2 separate regions of the Zea mays genome follow, and region 1 is linked to region 2. The links are chromatin contacts, called in public Hi-C maps. All regions are on one chromosome and are shown on one strand. The core of a region is the stretch at or near the end of the contact, and the rest is flanking DNA. Distances in the headings are between cores, read along the strand shown.

Region 1 (4,111 bases), core at 1,256-3,755, 150 kb before region 2:
TTTGGCCAAAACATTGACGAAATGAAAGGAAAATATACAGGACCTTTCTCTTCTCATGGAGAAGTGTCACAGGTAGGGCTGACAATGAGCTATAAATTTTGCATTATAAGATTTAAGGATCGAATCGGGTTAGGATCGGACTCTATTTCTAGTCATTTTTGAACTATAATTTATTTAGGGTCTTGACATTTTGTGAAGAACCATTTGGATCACGATCCATTACCACCCCTAGTCACAGTGAAAAGTCCCCTACATGACAGGTTCCTAAATCATTCACTTCAACAATATGAACCATCTGTGTTACGCAAATTTGCCTCTACACAAAGGACCTCATGCATGAATGAGATTCACCTAATTAATATAGATATACTTTAAGCACAGGTCCATTTTCGAAGTTCAATTAATATAGATAATGTTGCTCAGAAGTTGTTAATGTATGTCAGGCAAAAAGGTAACACGGACGCTTACATGCAAAAGTTTCAGATAAAAGCATATTACCTGCGGTCAAGATAGCGTGGTTGGATTCCGGTGCCTTGGCATGTAGTGCATGTCAAAGAGCCGATGCCCTCGCAGTTGACACACTGCGATTCTTCAGTCTCGCCTGCACCAAGTACTACAGTAACAATGCCCTTTCCACTGCAAAACCTGCATACCTCTGGAAAATCAACAGATTCAGTTCAATATTCAGAACCATTGGACACTGTTTAGAGAAGAAAAAGAGAAGATGCATAGTTACAAGGCAGTACTGTATGCATTTTGTGCAACATACCACCATGCCCAGCCCATTATCTATTTCCATCATGGCTAGTTGTCTAATTCGCAGAAGCACATAGCTTGCAAGTCCTTTTGGTTCAAGGCTCTTATTAATATTGTGTTTTAAACAGGTGAATGTTTGTCATTTCCCGGGAAATTCAATGACAGCTTTGCTACCAGAGTACCAACTTAATTATTGCAGAATAAGTGAACAATAGATATCTGTTTTTTCCCTTGATGCCATCATATTTAAGTATAGATGTGGCCATGAAAGGTAGAGGTGCAGGGACACATTGCATGGTTGCAGTAGCAAACATTACTAAATTTTTGTTCCTATTTTCAGACCCTGCAGATGTCACATAATTTTTCACCCTAGTCCTCTTCCTACTGTTTTGCAAAATATTAAAAGGTCAACAAAATAAAATAGTACATGGGCAGAACTAAGGGTATGTTTGTTTTTCTCCTAGATTATTTAAGTTGGATTATGATGGAATGGTAGGAGGGTAAATTACCACTTTGGTATCACAAATACTAGCTTATTTCAGCTTATTTGTGGTTCCAAAGTGGTATTTTACACTTTTACCCTTCCATCATAATTCAATTTATATAATATAGAAGGGAAACAAATACACTCTAAGATGCTTCTTTGATTAAAAGGGAGCTTGGATATAACCATGGTTTTTTCGTTTTAACGAGTCAGTCCCATTACCAGATTTTGTGTGTTTCACTCAGCCATGTGGTTGTCCAACCAATGTTGTATGAGCTAGGGCTAGTTAGAAGCACTGCTTGCACAGCAGTTGTTGCCAGTTACTAGTTGGGCTTAGAATTAGCTCAAATTAACTAAGATTGGCTACCTAGTTATCTAACAACTAGTTAAAGGCATGGCTAAAAAACAGCTCTTTTGTTTAAATGCATTAGAGCTAATTTTAGCTAGTTTTTAGGTAGCTATCAATTAGCTCTTCTATTCAAACAGACCCTTAAATGCGAATTGGAATAAAGGAGATAAGGCTATGTAAGGAGCAGGATCATCACATACGCGCGCCAGAACCACTGCAGGGGAAGCATGGCTGTGTATTATCCCTCTTGGCCTGCATGGAAAAAAATATATTGCAACCTTTTTTATGACTTAAAACAGTAATAAATACTCGTACAGAACAGTGGCAAATTCACCCAAGATTGGATCTTCCAGTCTCAGTAAACAATGTTCTTAGCTGCTAACTCCCAGCCTAATTAACACGACTTGGACGGCAACAGGCTGTGCAGTGAAGAGCGAACGGGTCGCAACAAACTTAAAAAGTGGCGAATACTCACGGCATTGTCGATTTGAGTCTCGTAGAACACAGGGACACCTATTCCCACGGCGATGCTGACGACGCCCACCGAAATGGCCACAATCTAGAAGCACCGGGAAATCAAATGACTCCGCCGAGAATCAAGCAAGGGCAGGGCACGGTCGGTTTGGGCACCCGTAGCGTACCGTGTTCTGGTCGAGGTCAATGGCCCGGATGCGAGGGTACCGCGCTCCGGCCCTTCGCCGTCGGGGCAGCGCCGCCATGTAGGGCGAGGAAGGGGTGGGAGAGAGGAAGCGGGAGTGGAGCGTTGTGAGCGACGAGGAGGAAGTGGCCATGGCTGCGTGTCCTCCCTACGTCACGCGTTGGCTGCGGACCGGGTCTCCGGCGGGCGGGCGGGCGCGGCGGTGGCCTGACCGGCAACCTCCTCCGCGTCGTTTCGCGAGGAGGAAGAGCGAGGGAGGACTGGAGGAGGAGGAGAGGGTAGAGACAGCCGGGGGGGGGGGGGGGGGGGTCACCATGTGGATGTGGTATTGTGCGGAGACGTGGCGCGACCAGGTGCCAGCGTTCGGATGGGTGCCTCGTGATCGGGCGGGCCACCGGGGGCCGGCCGGGCCTCGGGACGAAGAAAAGAGTGGATGTGGAAGAACGCCGGAATTTGAGAGGCTGCGGAACTCCCAGAGCGGATAATATCCATATCCCAGGAGACCAAGGCTGGCCACGAGTGCCTGCTCTCCCGATCGTCTTTTTTTATCGGCAGGTGGTAGTCGCCAAAAACAAGGTCTCGCCATACAAGAGCGAAGCCGATCGTTAACTCTGCTGTTCATCTGATAACCATTGTCGCCACTTTGCTTTCTGAAAGAATGAATGAATGCCAACGGATTGACAGCCTCACATACCTGTTCGCTGAAGCTAGTGCACAGCCATCTGCTGCTTCTTATACAGTAAACCGTGCGAGGATTCTTCTAAGAGCAAACGAACAGGCTTATATGGCAGTGTACAATGCATGTCTACAGATGAACTTGCCAAGATTACTTTTACTTTTAGCCAGCAAGGGGAAGCAGCCGAAAATGGCAGTCGTGCTTTCAGATTCAGATATGCAAAGGTCGTCTCCGTGTACTACACGATTTCTCCAGCCCCATTATTGCACCACTAGCGGTAAGCGCGCGCCCTCGCGCGGGTCTGTAAATATGGACTAAAAGTGATACAGGTAGAAGACATATGTTTGATTTAGGAAAATAGAACACCTGTGGGGTCTAGATGGGTTCTGAGTGTACATAAGCAACTTATGCTGTTGCTATGATGAAGTCTTGCGGCTGTTGCCCTTTGTTTGCTTCTTGATCAGAAAAATTATACTCACTTCATTCTAAATTAAAATTCGTTTTAGTTAATTAATAGGTTCATACAATATTTGATATATGTGTTTTATATGTGTCTAAATTTATCTCCATCTATTTGAATATAGACATAAAAACTAAGAGTTAAAACAACTACTATATTAAAACAGAGCGAACATATCAATTTGTTTTGCAATGTATGCAGTGGCCGTAGAACTCTTATATCAGGACTAGTTAGGTGCCCGTGCGTTGCGACGGCACACAAATATTCAACAAAATGTGAGCGCACACCAATTACATAAAAAAGAACACATATATTATCAATGAAGTTTTCTTTAGAATCTGGTACATTGGAGCACCAAATTACACAAAGGTACATGATAAGAATATGTCTAAGTTTGTGTTATTTACTCATTTGTCCTCGATTCACCATATCAACTAATTATGGACAGAAAACAAAGCAACCAATCATAAATCCATACATGGCAACAGACCTTGCACGCTTTCGATAAGTTAGAAGTATGTGGCCAACATCATCGGTCTTAACTTTAGCCTCGTCCTTTGGAGTGACATAAGATTTATACTTTAAATTTGCAAATGCTACATGCCTAGAAAGAAGAATACAATGATATTATTATTGCGTACTTACAGCTAAAACTGAAGTGGGAAAAATATTATATATTTAGAAATGGCAGCTAAGCTTACATCTCCTTTGACCTCCACGTACTCTCT
Region 2 (4,230 bases), core at 1,361-3,860:
TGTCCTTGTCTCAAAGACCTCAGACAGCTATGCATGTGCACCAGATAACTTAACAGGATCCGTCCGATTGCCTCAAGGACATCGGATAAACCACTTATAACCAGGACCGCAAGATTAAGTAACACAAATCACATACACCAATATTTTTGCAGCAGAAATCTTATTACCAAATTTTACAAGTTACAAAATTTTATATTATTTTATCGGAGTGATTACAATAGTGATTCAAAGATATAAACTTTGAAATGTTATAAATTATTTATAAGTTTGAAATAAATGCTAGCTCAAGTGACTATCCTCAATAAGAAATATAGAAGAGTTAGACTTATAAGAAGGCCGAGCCCACCGACACTTAACACCATCAACAGCAACACAAAGTTATAACCTGAAAATCAACAGGGAATAAAACCCTGAGTATGCAATTACTCAGCAAGACTTACCCGACTAAAGAAAAGACTCTCAAGGGTATGCTGGCTAGAGGGAGTCAAGGTAAGGCTAAGCAATAATCAAGGACTCATTTTGCAGAAGAGCTTACTAGTAGTGAATCCTTATGCCAAAATTTTATTTCACAAGTTAAGTACTTTTCCTGAATCTAGATTTGCCTAATCTAGAGCATCCACTTGTCCTAGTCTAGCTTTCTTTTAGCCAATTCATATTTCACTTGTCAACTACGATGAGTGGTTGGAGGGTAGAATCTCCATGACCAAGGAGCAACGACGATTCGAACCGATTATACCCAGCTGGGGATCCCTAACCACATGACATATGTAGCACTTAACCCTTGCATATGTCAACCGTTCCCACAGATCCTCCACAATATGAACCGGTCTGCGCTACCTGGGAGCATAGTACTCCTCCATCCAACCTCTAGCCAGGAGGGTACACGCTACTCCCACCATCTCCCACGCCCAGTACGCGGTTGTCTTTTCACGTATGGAATAGCCGGGTTCAGGCTTACTGGAGCATGTGGATAGTTGCAAAGTCTCCACCACAACAGGCCTACATCGAACGGTCCTTAATCGACACAGACAGGCGACCATGTCCGCTCAGCGTCTGGTCTAGATGTATTCAAACCATTTTCCCATTTTAGGTACCCGACAGGGGTACTCTTTTCTGAATGATGAACCCACTCCGACCGAAGTGGAATCATCACCATAAGTTTGCTTTGATTTTTGAAACGAAAGGACCATAACCAATGTTCCACAATCATTCTTTTTGAAAACAAATGATTTTTCAGTTTCTAAGCAGGGCTAAGCATTATCAGTTCTTTTTATAAAACCAGGATTAAGGAGTTTCCAAGGAATGGTAATGCATCAATTGTTTATCACACAACTCCTATCACCTAATGCATCAGATAAGGTGAAAAAGCATTTAAAACACAAGGAAGGGGCAAATGCAGCAGAGCTTGCCTGGAAGAAACACTAGGTTAGTGTTTGTTAGACGTCGATCACTTGACGATCAGCCTTTGTTCTGATACTTGCTTCGTCTGTCCATCTTCAGGTTGGTCCGACTGACGACGTCGTCTTGCGGAGATGTCCAATCTCTGCATTATCCTGAGGTCGACTTGGGGTCGTCTTCCGTGTCACGTGATCAACTAGCGTACCTCATGAAATGCACGGTCCACATGCATGAGCATGAGTATAAATAGTATAAGATGATAATCTACACTAAAAAGGATGCAACACTTATAACAAAGCATTTAGCAGATACTTGCTAGTGATATATGACTAATTATAATAATTACGCTTTTCCAGCCTATTCAAAGGTAGCTCATATATCGCAAAACAATAATATATATATATATTCACGCTCTATTTTCCTTTATAATTTATTAACACAATCATATTACTACATATATTTTTACCAAACATATTTTATACAATATACCATCACACCAATCAATAGATAAGAAAATCATCGATCATATCCTAATCAACCTATCATACATGCTAACTATCAAGGATAGCCAAAAAGCTCATCATAGTTAAACTAAACTGCGGATACGCTGATGATTCTAATTTAACCATTTTGGGTAACAACAAACACGTACATATGACAGGTACCCGGGTAACAAATACAAAATACGACGACTAGTATGGCAAGATATCACTTCACTACTTAAATATATTAATACGACCCATAACAACAGGAGTAATCGGCTAATCACTTGGTATACCAATTTTATTCTTCACAATATTTACTAAACCATACCCCGTATATATGAAGCAGTTTAACCAATATCTAACACCGCCACTATGGTTATACGGCAAACAAGATGATCAAATCAACGTACTTAGCCAATCCATCTAATGGCTCTGCTAACAGAGGTAGCTAATATAGTTTACTAATACTCAACTCGACCATTTCATCGAACAACCAAGAAGCATCGCGCTGGCTTCGGCTTCAGCATCAAATCTCCCTCCACGATTGCACACAAAAACACACAAAAGAAACAAACATAGCGCTAAATAACGTGGATCGCCATCAAAATTAGTTACCACGAAGCTGTGTGAACTTGCGAAGATCTCCCGCTATACGCAGATCATCAGCAGCGCGTCACGACGAACTCCAAGAACCACGATGGCGATGACGCAGAGTACGGAGACACGCTATACAGATTTGAAGCTGCTGGCCACGGTGAAGTTAAAGCCGGACGAGGAGCCGATGGCGTTGCGGCATGAAGGTGAGGCCGAGGGCGAGTGGCCGGACCACCTGCGCGAGCTGAGGGGCGCGGTGACCATCAGAGGACCTCGACAACGATGGAAGGGACACAGATGGCGATGTCGTGGATGTGGACACGATTGCCACACCCCACCGAGGACAAAGAAACTAAAGCAACAATAGCACAACGACTTCGACAACCAGAGCTCGGTGAACGCAACCATGGACGCGTGCTACCGCATGGGATCGGGCTGGGCGAGTTCGACGGCCACGGGAGAGCGCAGAGGCGAGCCAGAGAGATCAGCGTGCAAGAAGTCGACGCGCGCAGCAGACGAGCAGCAGGCGCGGATAGGCGGAGATGGGCGTCGAATTGGACAGAGCCGAGCAGGTGAAGCGGCGCGCGGCATGGGCGAGCAGGACGGTCGGCCGAGCTAGGACCGGCACCGAGGCTGGGCAAAATCCGAGCTGGAGCTCGCGGCATAGGAGCAGTGGCATGACGAGATCCAGACTCAGGTGGCACCGACGAGCTCCAAAACGGGGAGAGGCAAGCACCAGGGAGCAGCTCAGCAGCCATGGGAGACAGGGACCAGCTCGGCTGGTGTGGCGTAGGAAGCAGGCGCGCGCTCGAGCAGAGAGCCAGAGAGCCCAGCGCAGCGCAGGAGCTTGAGGGGTGTGGCCATGGCAAGGGAGCTCCGGCGCAGGGAGCAGGGCGCGAGCTGGCCAGGGACTCGGGAGAGGGGCGCACAGGCACCTGGGCACGCGGCACGGAGGGAGATGGGCACGTGCACAGAGCACGGCGCGCGACGCAGGGAGGAGCGCGCGACAGCGGGGAGAAACTCCGGGAGAGAGAGAAGCTGCTGGGCAGAGGGAGCTATGGAAGGGCCGTGGCGCGGAAGAATCTGGAGCAACGCGCGGCAGAGATCGAGCTCCACTGAGTGCGAGCTCGGAGGGAGGTCCTGGCGCGGAGGAAGAGAAGCCGACGAGCAGGAAGCCAAGCGCCAGAGGAGATGGCTAGGGAAGAAGGTAAGTCTTCACGGGGAATTTTTAAGCTGTTTGGTGTCACGAATAATCTAGTCTATCGTCTTCTCACTCCTCATTTTTATTGGTTTGTGGAATACATTGAGTTGATCCATCATCACCTCATTTCTTATAGTTATTTAGTTAGTACTAATATGAGAAATAAGGTTATCCCACCAAATTTAAAGAATGGACCCATAATACACCACCACATTTTGGATGAAGTGATTCCTCAAATCAAACACCCCATTTACAGGCCCAGAGCGGCGGCAGATTTTTCAACCACACACAGCGGCCGGATGGATAGGATTGGCTGGATAAAAATCAAAGGGAAGAAAAGGATAACGACGGCTGCAGATTTTTTTTTATTTCTTCTCTTTTTTTACCAAAAAATCGCAGATATTTTGGTTCCAGATTTTTAGTGATAAAGTGGGTTAGATCATAATAATATGGGTCAACGGTACTTGCAAAATGGTTTGAGTTAGTGAATACTTTGAAATCAGATGAATCTGTATTATTAATTTACTTTTTGAAGATTTAGATCGAGGTGAA

Evidence for each region. A called contact is a pair of places that touch in the nucleus more often than the background predicts.
Region 1: a contact with region 2 is called in a Hi-C map of bundle sheath, with 2.9 times the contacts expected there. The contact joins the promoter of LOC100278360 here to the promoter of LOC118476306 in region 2. A contact is called at or near these places in 4 of 25 Hi-C or Micro-C datasets (bundle sheath, ear, leaf and 1 more).

What each region holds. Positions count from the first base shown.
Region 1 is chr2:44,991,546-44,995,656 of Zm-B73-REFERENCE-NAM-5.0, reverse strand. It overlaps LOC100278360, which reads right to left and starts at 2,505. Exons shown (of 5, transcript NM_001151661.2): 1 at 2,231-2,505; 2 at 2,065-2,148; 3 at 1,790-1,841; 4 at 499-655. The coding sequence starts at 2,380.
Region 2 is chr2:44,844,632-44,848,861 of Zm-B73-REFERENCE-NAM-5.0, reverse strand. LOC118476306 reads left to right here and starts at 2,610. Exons shown (of 2, transcript XM_035965263.1): 1 at 2,610-3,684; 2 at 3,935-4,220. The coding sequence starts at 3,340. The coding sequence ends at 3,985.